Linked DNA regions of Sus scrofa: region 1 is linked to region 2. A link is a contact called in public Hi-C data. All regions are on one chromosome and are shown on one strand. Each heading gives the region's core, a stretch centred on a gene start, on an enhancer-like site or on the middle of the called end of the contact. The rest is flanking DNA. Distances are from core to core; before and after follow the strand shown.

Region 1 (7,923 bases), core at 1,647-4,146, 1.2 Mb after region 2:
CGTAATGCTTGCCTTCGGATGCTTACTAAATACATACTAGATACCTTACTCACTCCTCCTTTGTAATTATGCATTTTTTCTTTCCATAAATGTGTGTTTACTAAGATTTCAGTTTCAGGTAGATATCTGCTCAAAGTTGAAAACTGTGCCATACTACATCGGCACTATTCCGTACTGAAAGGGCTTATGCTAACTACCTCCCCATGGAAGGTACTATAGGGCAACACATTTACTTCAATCAACAAGTTTATACATTTTCCTGATGAATATGCTTTGGGCATAGACCTCTTATGAATTACAAGTTATTAAAAAATAAATCAATCAGACCAATGTAAAACTGGAAACAAAGTATTATTTTTCAGGCAGAAACTGATTTCCAACTGTGAACTTTATAATTAAGCTAATTAAGCCAACTTCGCAAAAAGAAAACTTACTCCTCTTAACTAGCAAAATACAAGTATCTTTTTGGTCAAAGGCAAAATCAAGATATGGTGTTCAAGTAAGTAAAATGATCTGCTCCTCTTTCAACATCACTTACATATAAACACTGACAATAACTTATTGCAAAAAGACTGCTTAGGTCAACTAGCAATCCATGGCACCAAGAGGAACCCTAGTTAGAATTCTCTATCAAAAGTTCTGTAAGTACAGACATCCTCATCTCTCAAATCCCTAGGCCTAGCATAATGCCCAGTAGATGTGAAGACATGAGTAAATGAATGACAACTGAAAGCTAAATCTATTCAGCAGGGATCACAAAGTTAAGCAATGAAAACTTAATTCACTCAAATAACAATTCACTAAAATATTTAGCTTACACTTAACTGGCATCTCTAAGGACCATCTTTTTTTTTTCCTTTTTTTGCCCTTTTCTTGAGCCGCTCCCTCAGCATATGGAGGTTCCCAGGCTAGGGGTCTAATTGGAGCTGTAGCCACTGGCCTAAGCCAGAGCCACAGCAACGTGGGATTGGAGCCGCGTCTGCAACCCACACCACAGCTCATGGCAATGCGGGATCCTTAACCCACTGAGCAAGGCCAGGGATTGAACCCTCAACCTCATGGTTCCTAGTCGGATTCGTTAACCACTGAGCCACAATGGGAACTCCCTAAGGGCCATTCTTAACGCGAGAATATTATTATAGGAGTTCCCGTGGAGCTACAGTGGTTAATGAATCCGACTAGGAACCATGAGGTTTCAGGTTCAATCCCTGGCCTTGCTCAGTGGGTTAAGGATCTGGCATTGCCGTGAGCTGTGGTGTAGGCTGCAGATGCGGCTCGGATCCCGAGTTGCTGTGGCTCTGGCGTAGGCTGGTGGCTACAGCTCTGATTAGACCCCTAGCCTGGGAACCTCCATATGCCGCGGAGCGGCCCTAGAAAAGGCAAAAAACAAAACAAAACAAAAAAGAATATTATTATAGGAGTTCCCGTCGTAGCGCAGTGGTTAACGAATTCAACTAGGAACCATGAGGTTGTGGGTTTGATCCCTGACTTTGCTCAGTGGGTTAAGGACCTGGTGTTGCGGTGAGCTGTGGGGTGGGTTGCAGACGCAGCTCACATCTGGTGTTGCTGTGGCTCTGGCATAAGCCGGCTGCTACAGCTCCGATTAGACCCCTAGCCTGGGAACCTCCATATGCCAAGGGAGCTGCTCAAGAAAGGGCAAAAAGACAAAAATAAATAAATAAGAATATTATTACAACCAAAATAAAAGATACATGAACAGGAGCACAGTACAGGGAGGAATCAAAAACTGAATTCTCGACTTTTGAGAACACTTCGAAAATCAGAAAAATGATTTCCATCTATGAAATATGAAATCTGGTGAGGCAGATAACACCTATTCACGCTCATTTTACTTAGGGCAAGAAAGACAAAAATATGATTACCAGTTTGAACTGCACATGTGATACCACTTACCAAACTTTTAGTTACTGCTAAAATGAAGCCTCTTTTAAACCAGAGAATAGCAAAATACATGAACACACTGCATTCAGATAAAGTAATGTATCACAAAAAGCCTATTTAAAAGAAATGCCCAGGTATCCACAACACCTCAGTAGCACACTCGCACACAGAACACTCTTACTTCAAAGTAACATTCTAGACTCCTCGGTTGCTAAATTCACCCACAATTCACTATGGGTCACTCCCTACCCAGTCTTTTCAGTGTGTAAGTAAAAAAATACAAGGAAGCTTATTTCACTCCCAAAGTCCACCGGAAGAAAGCGAAAAAGTTATCACATCTTTGTAACCAAAAAAAAAAAAAAAAAAAAACCTAATTAAAATACACAGCCCATGCACAGGGAAAAAAAAAAAAAATCACCCATCTGGTCATCACGTTGTGGCCTAACACCCTGGCAACATCTGCCTCGGGTTCATTTTTGATCCCCAGGCCCATCTACAAATTTCAGGAGTAGGACGAGACCATCGGAGACCACGGACAAGTCTTCGGTCCCGAGAGGGATGACAGGTCTGGGCTTGCCTCCAGGGCAGGAGAATCGCCCGAGGGGTACCCCGACTGCGTCGCGTGCCCTCGAGGCTCCGCCTGCCACCGGCTTCCCCAGGCCACTGCACCCCTTCTCCCAGTGCCACCTCCTCACCTTTTGGCCCTGGTTCATGGGCTTCCCATCACTCCGCAAGCTCCTGCCTCCGCGCCTTCCTCCCTTTCAGTTTGATCTTTACTTCCCACGCCGGCTGGGGAGCGGAAGGCAGAGGTGAGGATGCCAGCGGGAAGCTGTCCCGCCACGTCCTCGTCCGCACCCCACGCCGGGATGGCCGGCACCCTCCCACTGACCCAGCAGGGTCCGCGAGGACTGCCCGACCGCGGGACAGACGCTCAGCCCCGGCGAGGAGGGAGGGGGCAGGGCAGGCGCGCGCCTACACGTCACCCGCCCGCAGCGGCGCCAACGTCGGCACGTCGGCTCCCCCAAGCCCCACCCCGCCCGGGTGCGCGCGCCGCCGACCCGCCTCTCGCCCGCCGAACCAGGCTGAGAGGAAGCAGACTTGCCGCGAGGGCGCGCCCCCGGACGGGCATTGGGCGCGTGCGCGCGCGTTCCAGGGACTCCGAGTCTTTTGGGTGCCCCCACCAGGTCGGACCTGAGCGTTTTTCCGTGCAATTACTTGAGTCGGCTGCATCTTCTCTCCGCCCTTCTCTGTAAAGTGGAGACGTGGAGGAGGTAATTCCTGTTACAGTTAAAGGAGAGAAAGCCCTGAGTGTGAATGAAGAACTGGGTAATTGCCATCGTCATCACCAGCCAGAAATCCTGGCTGCTGGTCTTTATACATGGTTCCTTGGTCTCATGTTCCACTTTCCTTAAGCTTTCTAAATTCTGATTTTAGAGTTTAAAGTTTCCTCTTCCAGCCGGTCCTTTTCTCACATGAACCCCACAAAAACAAAACCTGAAAATTCCTTGGCTCAATTGAAAATCAGGAAGATGATATTAAGGAAACCTCACTTCAAGAACTGTGTGGTGTATGTGAGTACAGTTCTAGACTAAAGCATGGCATGCAGAGGCGGTATGAGTTAACAATGTATCATGGTTCCCTTTTTCTCTTCCATTGCCCTCATATGGACTGTCTTGACGCCCTGTAGAACCCTGTTTTCTAGTGAAGTAGCCGATAGGGATCCAATTATCCGCTTCACTGGCCAAACTTCTTCTGGATTTCTGTATTCAGTTCTAGATCAAACACTTAAGACCTCAGAGAAGTGGGAATTATTTCAGAGAGGAGCAAAATGATGAGGAGCACTCAAAAGCATGGCAGATGAAGTACTCTTTGTACTTGGGAAGAGTCGCATAGAAGAGAGAAAGCTACTGAGACTATCTCCACATACTAAAAATTCATCACGTTGCATAGATTTGTTTCATGTGAGTTCAAGAGATGCAGACTTGAGAGAAATGATTTCAGATCCCAAAAAGAAGATGCCCTACTAGCACTAGCCAGAGAAGTTGTCTGCTTTAGGTTGCTTGGAGGCCTTGACGACTGGATTTGACTTTAAGTAAATTCCAGAGGCTTACTTAAGAGGAACTAGTTGCAGGGACACCATGAATCAAGAGAAGACTTAGCTGGTGGTTTTGTTAAAAATATTTACAACCTTGAGAGTTTATTAGTTCATGATTCCAGCCCTAAAAGAATTTACAGGTTAGCTATGAGAGAAGACAAATGCATCGAAAAGTAAATAATTTAGGGATGTCATATGATAATGAGAGATACTAACAATATGTTCTTAGAACTCACATGACAGATTGTTCTCACCACAGTTCAGAGGCTTAAGGGACAAGAAGGACATCTAGACTATACTTAGAACTGCCCTGTTCAGTAGGATAGCCACTAGCCAAGTATGAAATGTGGCTGGTCCAAATTGAATATGAAATACACACCATATTTCAAAGAATTAGTACAAAGAAAAAAATGTAAAATATCTTAATTCTTATGTTGATGATATGTTGAGATAATATTTGGTATATATTGAGTTAGTGTATTAAAGTTAATTTTACCTATTTTCACTTTTTTAATGTAACTACTAGAAAAATTTTAAATTACATAGCTTCCTTGCATCTTATTATTTATTAGGCTGGCCTGATCTATAAGGAAATATAGTTCATTGAATTCTTTTTTTTTTTTATCTTTTTGCCATTTCTTGGGCCGCTCCCGCGGCACATGGAGGTTCCCAGGCTAGGGGTCTGATCTACAGCTCACATCAACGCCAGATTGTTAACCCACTGAGCCAGATTGTTAACCCACTGAGCAAGGGCAGGGATCGAAACCGCAACCTCATGGTTCCTAGTCGGATTTGTTAATCACTGCGCCACGACAGGGACTCCCATTGAATTTTTAAGAACTCTTTTTGTACCCTTTGTAGTGCCTGGTCAATTTTCCAAAATGTTAATGGAAAGACAGTCTGATGAAAAGCTTTCTCCTGAAGAGAAGGAGATGATCCAGAAAATATGGCATGAGCAAAAACAGGGAAACAAGACTGCGGGTACATTCTAAGGTGAGTAACTTGTTTGTCTACAGTAGAAGGTTCTTACTAGAAGGTAGTGACAATAAAATTAAAATTAAATACACACTAGTCTGTAAGGAGAGACTTAATTTTAAATTTAAGGAATTTAGTCTTGTGGACAATCAGGATTTGACAGTGACAAAATGGGACTGTATGATTATCTTGGCAATATTGAGTTCAGTAGTGTAAAATTAATGGGTAGTTGGTCAACCAATTAAAATTCATTTTACATAAAAATGTATTATACCAAAAAATGTTCAATAGAGGTTGATTTAAATAAGTTACAGAGCATCTCTAAAGTGGAATCTGTATTGTTTGATGTGAAAACATATCAAGATGTACAATACGTGTATGTATGTAACTAGATCATTTGACTAAAATTGCCTTAATTATTTCAAAATTGTCTTAAAAACAGAAAATCTCAGGGTGGATGGAGTGTTTTCAACATATTTTCAGTGGCTCAACAAAGTCATTCAGGTTTTTGGCTCACTCTTCTTTATGCTCCATCATCCTTAGCATATTAGCCCTTCATTCTCAGCCTTGTCACCTCATGAGACAGGATGTATTAATAAGCTCAGACTTGAAATTCCCACTGTGGCACAGTGTGTTAAGAATCTGACTGCAGCGACCGGGGCTGTGGAGGCACAGGTTCAATCCCTGGCCCAGCACGATGAGTTAAAGGATCCCGTGAGGCTGGGTTGCAGCTGCTCCTCAGATTTGATCCCTGGCCCAGGACTCTCCATATGCTGTGGGTGCAGTCAAAAAATAAGTAAATAAATAAGGTCCAGACTTATTTACAGCCCATCAGCCTCTTAGTATCTCAGTATGTAAGATCACTAGGTCTGCTCAGCTCACTAGCATCCCACAGCCTTAGCTTATAGGCCTTTTTTGATTTTACCTATTCTCAGTTCATTATCCTGCTTCTTCCCTACCCCCACTTGCAACACGGGGGGTTAAACTACACCCCAGTTCAGTCTCTTACTTGGGGCTGACAGTTTACTGCTGGGGAATGCTGATTAATAAAAGACCCAATTCTGGGGTTCACTGGTGGCACAGAGAGATAAGGATCTGGCATTGTCACTCCTGTGGCTTGGGTTGCAGCTGTGGTGTGGGTTCAATCCCTACCCTTGGGACTTCTGTAAGCTGTGGGCCTGGCCAAAATTTTTTTTAATAAATAAATAAATAAATAAAAGACTTAATTCTAAAGTAAGCTTCCCTGGGATTTCCCTTGTGGTGCAGCAGGTTGAGGATCTGGCATTGTCACTGCACTGCAGCGACTCAAGCTGCTGCGGTATAGGTTTGATCCTGGTTTAGAACTTCCACATGCCCTGGACGTGGCCAAAAAAATAAATAAATAAAGCTTCCCAGAGTTCCCAGGTGGCTCAGCATGTTAAGGATTCGATGTTATTACTGCTGTGGCTCTGGTTACTGCTGTGGCATGGGTTCTATTTCCTGGCCCAGAACTTCTGCGTGCCATAAGTGCAGCCCAAAAAATAAAAAATAAAAATAAGCTTCATTAAAATTTTAATGAACTATGTTGGGAAGGAATAAAAAATCACTACCCTGGAACACACTATTGGTTGCCAACCCAACTACTACCTTTATTATCTTCCTTAATTAATAAAATGGATTTTTTGAGTACCAAAAAAAAGCTAAAGAAATGTGAGCTACTCCCATTACCTTAGTAGAGATTCTATTTCCCTTTTAACAAGAATGTTGTAGAGGTAGTCATGTGACCAAGGGATGGTCAGCTAGGGAGGATTCTGTGATATGTTTTACCCAATGGCAAAATATATGCTTATAAAATATAGAGAGTTATTCTTGGGTTACTGTTCAAGATGGTGGACTTGGCATAAAATCTGCCAACTGTTCTTTCCTAGACACTCCTGAAATAAAAATGTTGAAGTAGAAAAACCAAGGAACAAATAAAAGAAAAAAGATACATGTCTTTGTATATAGGTGCTTATGTTAGGGAGAAGATGGTAGGTGGAGAAGGGAAGGAAAATAAATTTTTCAGTAACTTCCTGGAAAACAAAGATAATTGTAGTGATATGACTAGTAACAATACCCAAAATTATGGCCTAAAAGAATTTAGTGAAGAGGCTACAAGTGAGTTGAGTGGGGGAATGGCAAGGGTAGAAGTGAGAATAAGGGCTTAAAATGGAGATACTATTCTAAATACGGTACAATTGAGTCAATCACCACATATTTCTTTCTTTTATCCATGCACACTGAGATCAGGCAAAGACAAATCTGCCTGTAGACAAAAACAGAAACCAAAAAGCCACCAAAGTCTCCTCCAAATTAATTGCACAAATAGTAGAGAAGTGAAAACTTTTATGTTGGCAAACAGAGCAAAACCACTATCATTCTTGCATTCAGGGCCAGCATCCAGAGAGCAACTACTTGCCTACCCATCCTAAAGTGAAACATGATATTCAGCATTTCTGGCCCTGCCCTCCTTAAGCTAGCTAGCTATTCACAATTTCCACGCAGCAGAGAAACCTGGAAGACATCCTACTTGCTAAAAGTAAAGGAAAACCACATCAGTGATGAGTCCTTTATATGTATGAATATGCAATGAAGAATCAACAGGCAAATCAGGAAAACCACCACTGTGAAAGAGGAAGACAAACAGAATAACTAACTCTAAAGGAATCAGTTAACGGAATTCATGAACTAAAAAACAAACAAACAAAAAAAAAACCTTTTAAAGCACCCTGGTTTATATACTCCAGTATTCAGAATATATTGGATCTGTAAGAAACAAAGTACTCTGAAAAAGGAGCAACCATAGTATGAAATAGAGCTCTGAGACACTAAAAATATGATTCCTTAAATAAAAAATTCACTGGAAATTTTGAAGATAAAAATCAAAGAAATATAAAACAGAGGATATAAAGACAGAAACAGAAAATATGAAA
Region 2 (7,084 bases), core at 2,606-5,105:
AATTAGCAATAATTCCCTAATATCATCTCATATTCCATCATACTCTAATTTATTCAGCTGACCCAAAGTAGCTTCTGCACTGGTTTTGTTTTCGTTTTTGCTCTTTAGGGCCTCGCCTGCAGCATATGGAAGCTCCCAGGCTAGGGGTCAAATCAGAGCTACAGCTGCCAGCCTATACCACAGCCACAGCCATATGGGATCCAAGCCACATCTGCAACTTACACCAAACTCAGGGCAATGCCGGATTCCTGACTCACTGAGCAAGGCCAGGGATCAAACCTGCATCCTCATGGATTCTACTCAGATTCCGCTGAGCCACAACAGGAACTCTTACACTGGTTTTTTGAATAAGGATTCAAAGTTTGCTCATTGTATTGATTACGTCACATTAGTATTTTTTAGTCTACAAATATGTTCTTCTCATAAGAAATAGAGAGTTAATACTGTCTTACTTTCCTAAGACACTGACTATTTAAAGATATCAGGATAGTGCATATGAGTCACCCTGGAGATCTTATTAAAATGTGGATTTTGATTCATCAAGCTAGCAGAAGACCTGAGGGTCTGCCTGTCTGAAAAACTCCCAAGAGGAAGCCACTGCTGGGATCCACAGGCCACACTTTCAATAGCAAAGCCGTATAACATCCCACACCGAACTTATCTCTTTCTTCCTGATATTTATTTACCTCTATATTTTTAATAAACTTTTTTTAATGAACTCTTTATAATAAAAAAAAAAAAAAACTAAAAGTCAGGAGTTCGCTGTGGCTCAGCAGGTTAAGAACCCAACACAGTGTCCCTAAGGATGCAGGTTTGATCCCTGGCCTCACTCAGTGGGTTAAGGATCCGGATGCAGCTCAGATCTGGCGTTACTGTGGCTGTGGCGTAGGCCAGCAGCTGCAGCTCCAATTTGACCACTAGCCTGATAACTTCCATATGCCATGGGTGAAGTCCTAAAAAGACAAAAATAACTACATAAATAAACCACCATATCCTAAATCCATCCTAATGTCATGCTACTCCATGGCTAAATGCTATTGGAATTTCCATGGTGATTTATTTGCTTTTATTGATCAAGGTGGAAAACTCTTTGAATTCAATAATAAATTCTGAATCCTGATTTAGTCATACCATGTTCCACATAAGGAAGCTTCTGAGTTTATCATTTTAAGAGCCATTTCTTTAAGTCTAAGGGTCATCACCATTGAACAAAGCTGCAATAAATTAAGGCCTTCAGGGTTACAGAGACGCACAGGCCTCTGGGCTCCTTAACCACTTTGCTTCTGCCTGCCTTCACCGTCCAGACTGCATCCACTTATCCCTATAGTTCCCACTTGCAAAATCACTAATACAAGTTCCATTATCTGATCACAACGTTGAGTTCTTCCAGCTTTCATGGTCAGCCACTCCTACCCTCCTCTAGTGCACAGGGTGACAAGAGGCTGCATCTCAGCGAGTGCTTCCACAATCACCATAGCAGGGAAGGAAGAAAGGCAAGTGGCAAATGGAGTCCTGGTTCTTCAAGCTTCATTTGCAAGTGACACATGTCTGCTTATATACTACTGGCCAAAGCAAGTCATATGGCCACAGTCATCTTCAAGTAGACAAGGGGGCTGGGGGTGGGCATGAGGAGAGGATATGTGAACAAAGACTGTAACATTATCATGTACCCAGAAAGAACACAATATGTGTGCACAGCCTTAATGACCACCAGACCACTCCACTAACAGAACCCCAATCCTAGATGAGCTCTTTCTAGGATTATTAGCCACTTTCCTCATGTCTGCATCCAAGTAGGCTGGAGAAAGTCTTGCAAGAAAGGAAACTGGGTCTGCTAACTTCAGTCACAATCTCACATGGATCAAGACATCCCATCATCTACTACACCTTCTGGCCAACTTACTTACAGAGCCATTTGGCAATCTCCCAAACCTCCTACTCCTCCTTTCCCTACTCCTCCAAATATAATCTGGTATTCTGTTTTACTGAGAGAAAAGAGACATAATCAGATAGCAAATCTGATCTTTCTACCCTCAAACTTTTAACTTGCTGCCCTGAAAATAGACATAACAGAATCCCATGAGAAATTAGTCATTTTTTCACTCCCCATGAGAGTTTGATATAAATGAGCATTAACACATAGCTAAGGCTGGCAGAATACCCAAAAGAACAAGTCATTTGACCTGTGATCTATAAAAGACCTATGCCTATTTTCAAATGCACTGACTCTAACTTAACTTGGCCATGTCGAATCAATGTCCAGTGATTTTTCTGACACATGCAGTATGTCTAAACATAGACTCATTTTTGGACAGTAACCCACTATTTGGCATCACTTATCTGTATGGCTTTATTTTTCAATTCCCCTTTCAGGAAAAAAGAGACAAAATGAAAGTCCAATGGTAGAGCTTCAAATACTGTCACCAATACTGCATCTGGGGAGTTCCAATACCACCCTCCCATTTGGAGATCCACTAGAAAGACTCACGAGACCCAGCATATAGTTAGACTCATGGCTAAAATTTATTACAGCAAGGTAATATGGACACACAGACTGATCACAGGGAAAAAGACACAGGCCAAGTCCAGAGGAATTCATGTGCAGGCTTCCTCAGGTTCTCACCCTCCCAGGAGGGGTCAAACAAACCACACTCTTCCCCACAATGAGTAAAATCCAATAATGTCTGTGCAATGTTTCTGCTCAGGGAAATTTATTACAGACTCACAGGCATGGGATATTTATGGAAGCTGCTAACTTCTGCATAAACTGTATCCTACAGCATATTGTTCCCAGATGCTAAGCAAGGCCCAACTCTGCAAGCGGAACCTTCTAAGGAGAGCAGTCTCAGGCCTACTATGTTAAATCTTTTCAGCACAAATTAAGTTCTTCCAGTTTTCAACTCAACTTCTGCATTACCCTAATCTGTCTTTTCTCTAAGGTAGGATGTGCAACTAAATTGTTTAGAAATGTTTCATTTTTTAAAAAGGCCATGCATACAAAAGCCCCTACTCTGAAAAAAGAAAAAAAAAAATTTCCCCCAGTCTTGGGCAATTATTTTTGGCAGGGGTTCTGGGGAAGGGCGGAGAAAGACAAAACTCTCCTTTTAGATACCAGGCTCAAAAAGATGCACTTGCACTTACGTATTTAATTGTGCATGAATCTCATTAGGTTCTAAGCACTTCAGAGATAACTAACCCACCTGATCCTCACAATTACAATCATAACAACCATCTTATGAGATAGGTTACTATTGTCCCCCCTCCCCCCATTTTATGCTTAAACTGAGACACAAAGGGGTTAGGGGACTTGCAGAGGCCAGGAGCCACTAAGTGATGGATGAGGATTTGGACCCAGACAGTCCAACTCCAGGTTCCTAATACTACACGATACTGCCAGAAACCCGTCCTAAGACACGCTTCCTCCGGTCACAAAAACATCCAAAATTTCTGAAAAGAAAGTGAGCTGGGAGGTGTGAGCGAGGGGATGTGGGAAGCCGGAAGGGTGCTGAGCGAACGCGCCCCTAGGTCAAGGTGAGGCGGCCCCTGTCCCCGCCCCGCCTCCCCGGCTCCCCCCGCCGCGGCCCGGATGCCTGGCCGGCCCGGCAGCGCTCACGCGGCTGTTGGTGACCTCCTGGCGCCCCCAAGGATCGGAAAGGTGAGGGAGCGGAAGGGGCTTCTCTCCCCGGCGGGTCACGCCACAAGGGGTCAGGAACGAAGACAGAGAAACTGGGGCGACCCCAGCACCGCACCCCGGACTCACCCTGCCGGGCCGAGCAGCCGCGTCTACAACCAGAAGAAACTGCGCCTGCGCGGCCGTCTCTCCCGCTAGCGGGGGCGGGGCCTCATGTGCCGCCCCCACGCCACAGGAGGGTGGGGGTTCGGGACCGCCCCTCGCGTGGACGCGCACCAGGAGTTGGGTATGGATAGGGCGGGTCTGGCTTGCGTCAGTCCCGCGTCCTCTAGGTTTGCAGGGCTGAGTAGGCCCTGGCTAATCTTATAGTAATGTAAATAGACTCACAATTGGATCCTGGCAGTGGCCTGGAATTCGCAGCTCGGAGTCGAAATTGAGTCCCACTTGTTGCTGTGCAGACCGCTCAAACAACTTCCGACTTTCCAGCGTCACATTTCTACTGTGCAGTAAACTCATATCTAACATCATATATTTTCTTGCTTTTTCCCATTATTATTGTCTTACCCGTTGTTCTCTCTTCTTTGACAGTTAATTTCTTGACCTATACATGTATCTTTTCATCTGTTAAAGTGGTTTGCTCTTTGCATATGTTTAGTAAAAATAGTTGGTTGAAAAATACTTCGTTTGAATGATAATCATAAAAATCAACACTGGTTGTGGATAAACTGTACAAGTCTTATAAGCTTTCGTAATTTCAGCCAAGGAACAGATGGCCTTATGGATAGAGCCTTGGATTATGAGTCAAAGTTACTAGAAATAAATCCAAAAACTGATTCTCCCTTTAAAACTCTTGTTCATTTCTTACAAAAGAGGTAAAATTATTTCCATATAGCAAACTTGAAAAGGAGATTACTAGATATTTGCATTGTATGTATTGAAACCATTCATTCAACAACTGTAACTGAGTACAAATGTGTGGGCCACTATGTATCGAAGTACATAATCAAATTTCAGGGTGAGGGAATTTTTTTTTTCCCAAGAGAAAAAGAAAATAATCACCAAATAAGAATAGGCCATGTAAGTCAAAACAAAACTGTCTACATCATAAATCATTTAACATCAGATTTGAAACAGAACATGGAGGGGTAAAGGACATGTAATCTTAAGCAAATCTGCATAATTTGAAAGCTGAATTGCATTTCAGTAAAAGGAATGTTTAAATTGTGTCCTATGTTGGAATCCAATTTACAGAGGGAAAAAAAGAGAAGACTGAATTTGAAAATTGAAGTTTATGTCCTCTTCCTAAAGAAATTTAGGAATTATGCAAATCATCATTTAATACTTAAATCTTTCTTTCTTTTTTTGTCTTTTTAGGGCAGCACCTGTGGCACATGGAGGTTCCCAAGGCTAGGGGTCCAATCAGAGCTACAGCTGCCAACCTACACCGGAACCACAGCAATGCCAGATCCGAGCCGGGTCTGTGACCTACACCACAGCTCATGGCAACGCCAGATCCTTAATCCCCTGAGCAAGGCTAGAGATAGAACCGCAACCTCATGGTTCCTAATTGGATTCGTTTCCTCTGTGCCACGATGGGAACTCCTACTTAAATCTTTCTTGAAAAATGACAAAAATCCGAAAGCTGTCTTCATTTCTAGCAGATACACTCTTAGCATAACCAAAATCTCCAAAAATGCTGTCTTCATTTCTAGCAGATACACTCTTAGCATAATCAAAATCTCCAGAGATTGCAATCTCCATTTGAAAACTTGGCATGAGTTAGGGAAAATTGTCTAACACTAAGTTTTTGTTTCTGATGTTCTTCAAATTATTTACTTTTCACTTACTTGAAAGTAAAATTTACTCTTTGATAGATCCTTCAAAGGAAGGAAATTATTATTATTTTCTTTGGAAACCTAATTGCTTTTATTTATTTATTTAATTTTAATTTGTTGTTGTTGTTGGCTGTACCGGTGACATGTGGAAGTTCCCAACCCACATGTCAGTGACCCAAGCTGCTGCAGTGACAATGCTGGCTCCTTAGCCCACTGTGCCACAAGAGAACTCCTGGAAATTATTTTCAGATGGTACCTAATAAGTGTATTTTTAGTGCTATTGCAAAAACATTATAACAAAGTACCAAATAGAAATGTAAAAACTCATCTGTGTATATATTTCAAATAAGTTAAATATCTTCATTTTATCTTCTTGTTCTGCCTGGAAATATATGTAAACTTTACTAAGCTATAGGCTATGCATATATCTTTACAGTTTTTACCATGGTTTTTTGGTTTGTTTGTTTGCTGCCAGCATACAGTGGCTGGATGTGGGAACTCAATTCCCAGACCAGAGACTGAACCCTGACCTCACTGGTGAAAGCACCAAATCCTAACCACTAGACCACTAGGGAACTCCCTATCATTTATTTTTAAAGATGCACTCTTTATAATAAAAGTAATACATAGGAGTTTGGTATAAAGTTCCTCATCTTTTCCTCCTTCCCACACTCTCATTTCCTTTCCTCAGAGGTAACGTTGTCTTTCCCCTATTTGCTGTTTCTTGTGTATAGTTTCAGGAATTGTCTTTGCATATACAATATGCATTTGTACTACATTTTTACATGACTATCACTTGTTAAAATTTAAAAGTCAGGTTAGATTATGGTCTATGTTGTAGCCTACAACTTGATTTTTTTCACTTGATTTTATGTCTTAGACGTATCTCTACATTAGCCCCATTGTTTTGACTAGTTGGCTTAAAACTCCAGTGATGGATGTATCATTTTTTCCCAATCAGTCCCCTGGTGATATACTTTAATCTTTGCCTACTTGTGCAGATATTTTAGGTAGGTAAACTATTAGTGAAAATGCTGAGTCAACAGATGCTCATTTTAAGTTTTAATAAAAATTCTTCAAAAGAACGTTGCATGAAAGACACACATTTCCTAACTCTTCATTCGATTTGTCTAAAATCTGGGGGTTTGATGTTGATTTAGGAAGAAATGGGAAAAATCTCAAGTCTGTTAAAACCCTCCTCCTTTCAATTGTTCTTCACTTGCATTGTGGCAAAAAAAAGAGTCGTTTGAGAATTAATGATTTGTATCAACTCAGCAGTAGTAGACCTTTCCTAGAAGTGTCAAATTATTTCTTTCCTTTTCATCTCATTTTGAGCCTTACTTCCCCCCATCACACTGACTTTGAAGGAAGAACTCGGATACTTGTCCAAGGAGCAGGGATCGATATTCTTGTTTGACACAATCTTTTTGCTCTAAGTTCTCTTAAATAAACCAAATTTGGCACTGTGCTAGTTACAGGAGGGCATATTCATCTTTTCAGAACAGAAAAATATTTCTGAAATAATTAGTCATGAACACTTGAAAAAGAATTGTTTAGTAATATGTGTTCTCACAAAAGTGTAAATTAAATTAAATGTGATTCACTGAGGCCAAGTACA

Evidence for each region. A called contact is a pair of places that touch in the nucleus more often than the background predicts.
Region 1: a contact with region 2 is called in a Hi-C map of heart right ventricle, with 6 times the contacts expected there. The contact joins the promoter of ASCC3 here to the promoter of USP45 in region 2. A contact is called at or near these places in 1 of 5 promoter capture datasets (liver) and 1 of 47 Hi-C or Micro-C datasets (heart right ventricle).

The regions. Positions count from the first base shown.
Region 1 is chr1:67,654,184-67,662,106 of Sscrofa11.1, forward strand. ASCC3 (activating signal cointegrator 1 complex subunit 3) reads right to left here and starts at 2,897. Exons shown (of 42, transcript XM_021090356.1): 1 at 2,598-2,897. LOC110260404 (a long non-coding RNA gene) reads left to right here and starts at 2,987. Exons shown (of 3, transcript XR_002343650.1): 1 at 2,987-3,173; 2 at 4,859-4,990; 3 at 7,382-7,923.
Region 2 is chr1:66,450,951-66,458,034 of Sscrofa11.1, forward strand. USP45 (ubiquitin carboxyl-terminal hydrolase 45) reads right to left here and starts at 3,856. Exons shown (of 18, transcript XM_013992722.2): 1 at 3,761-3,856.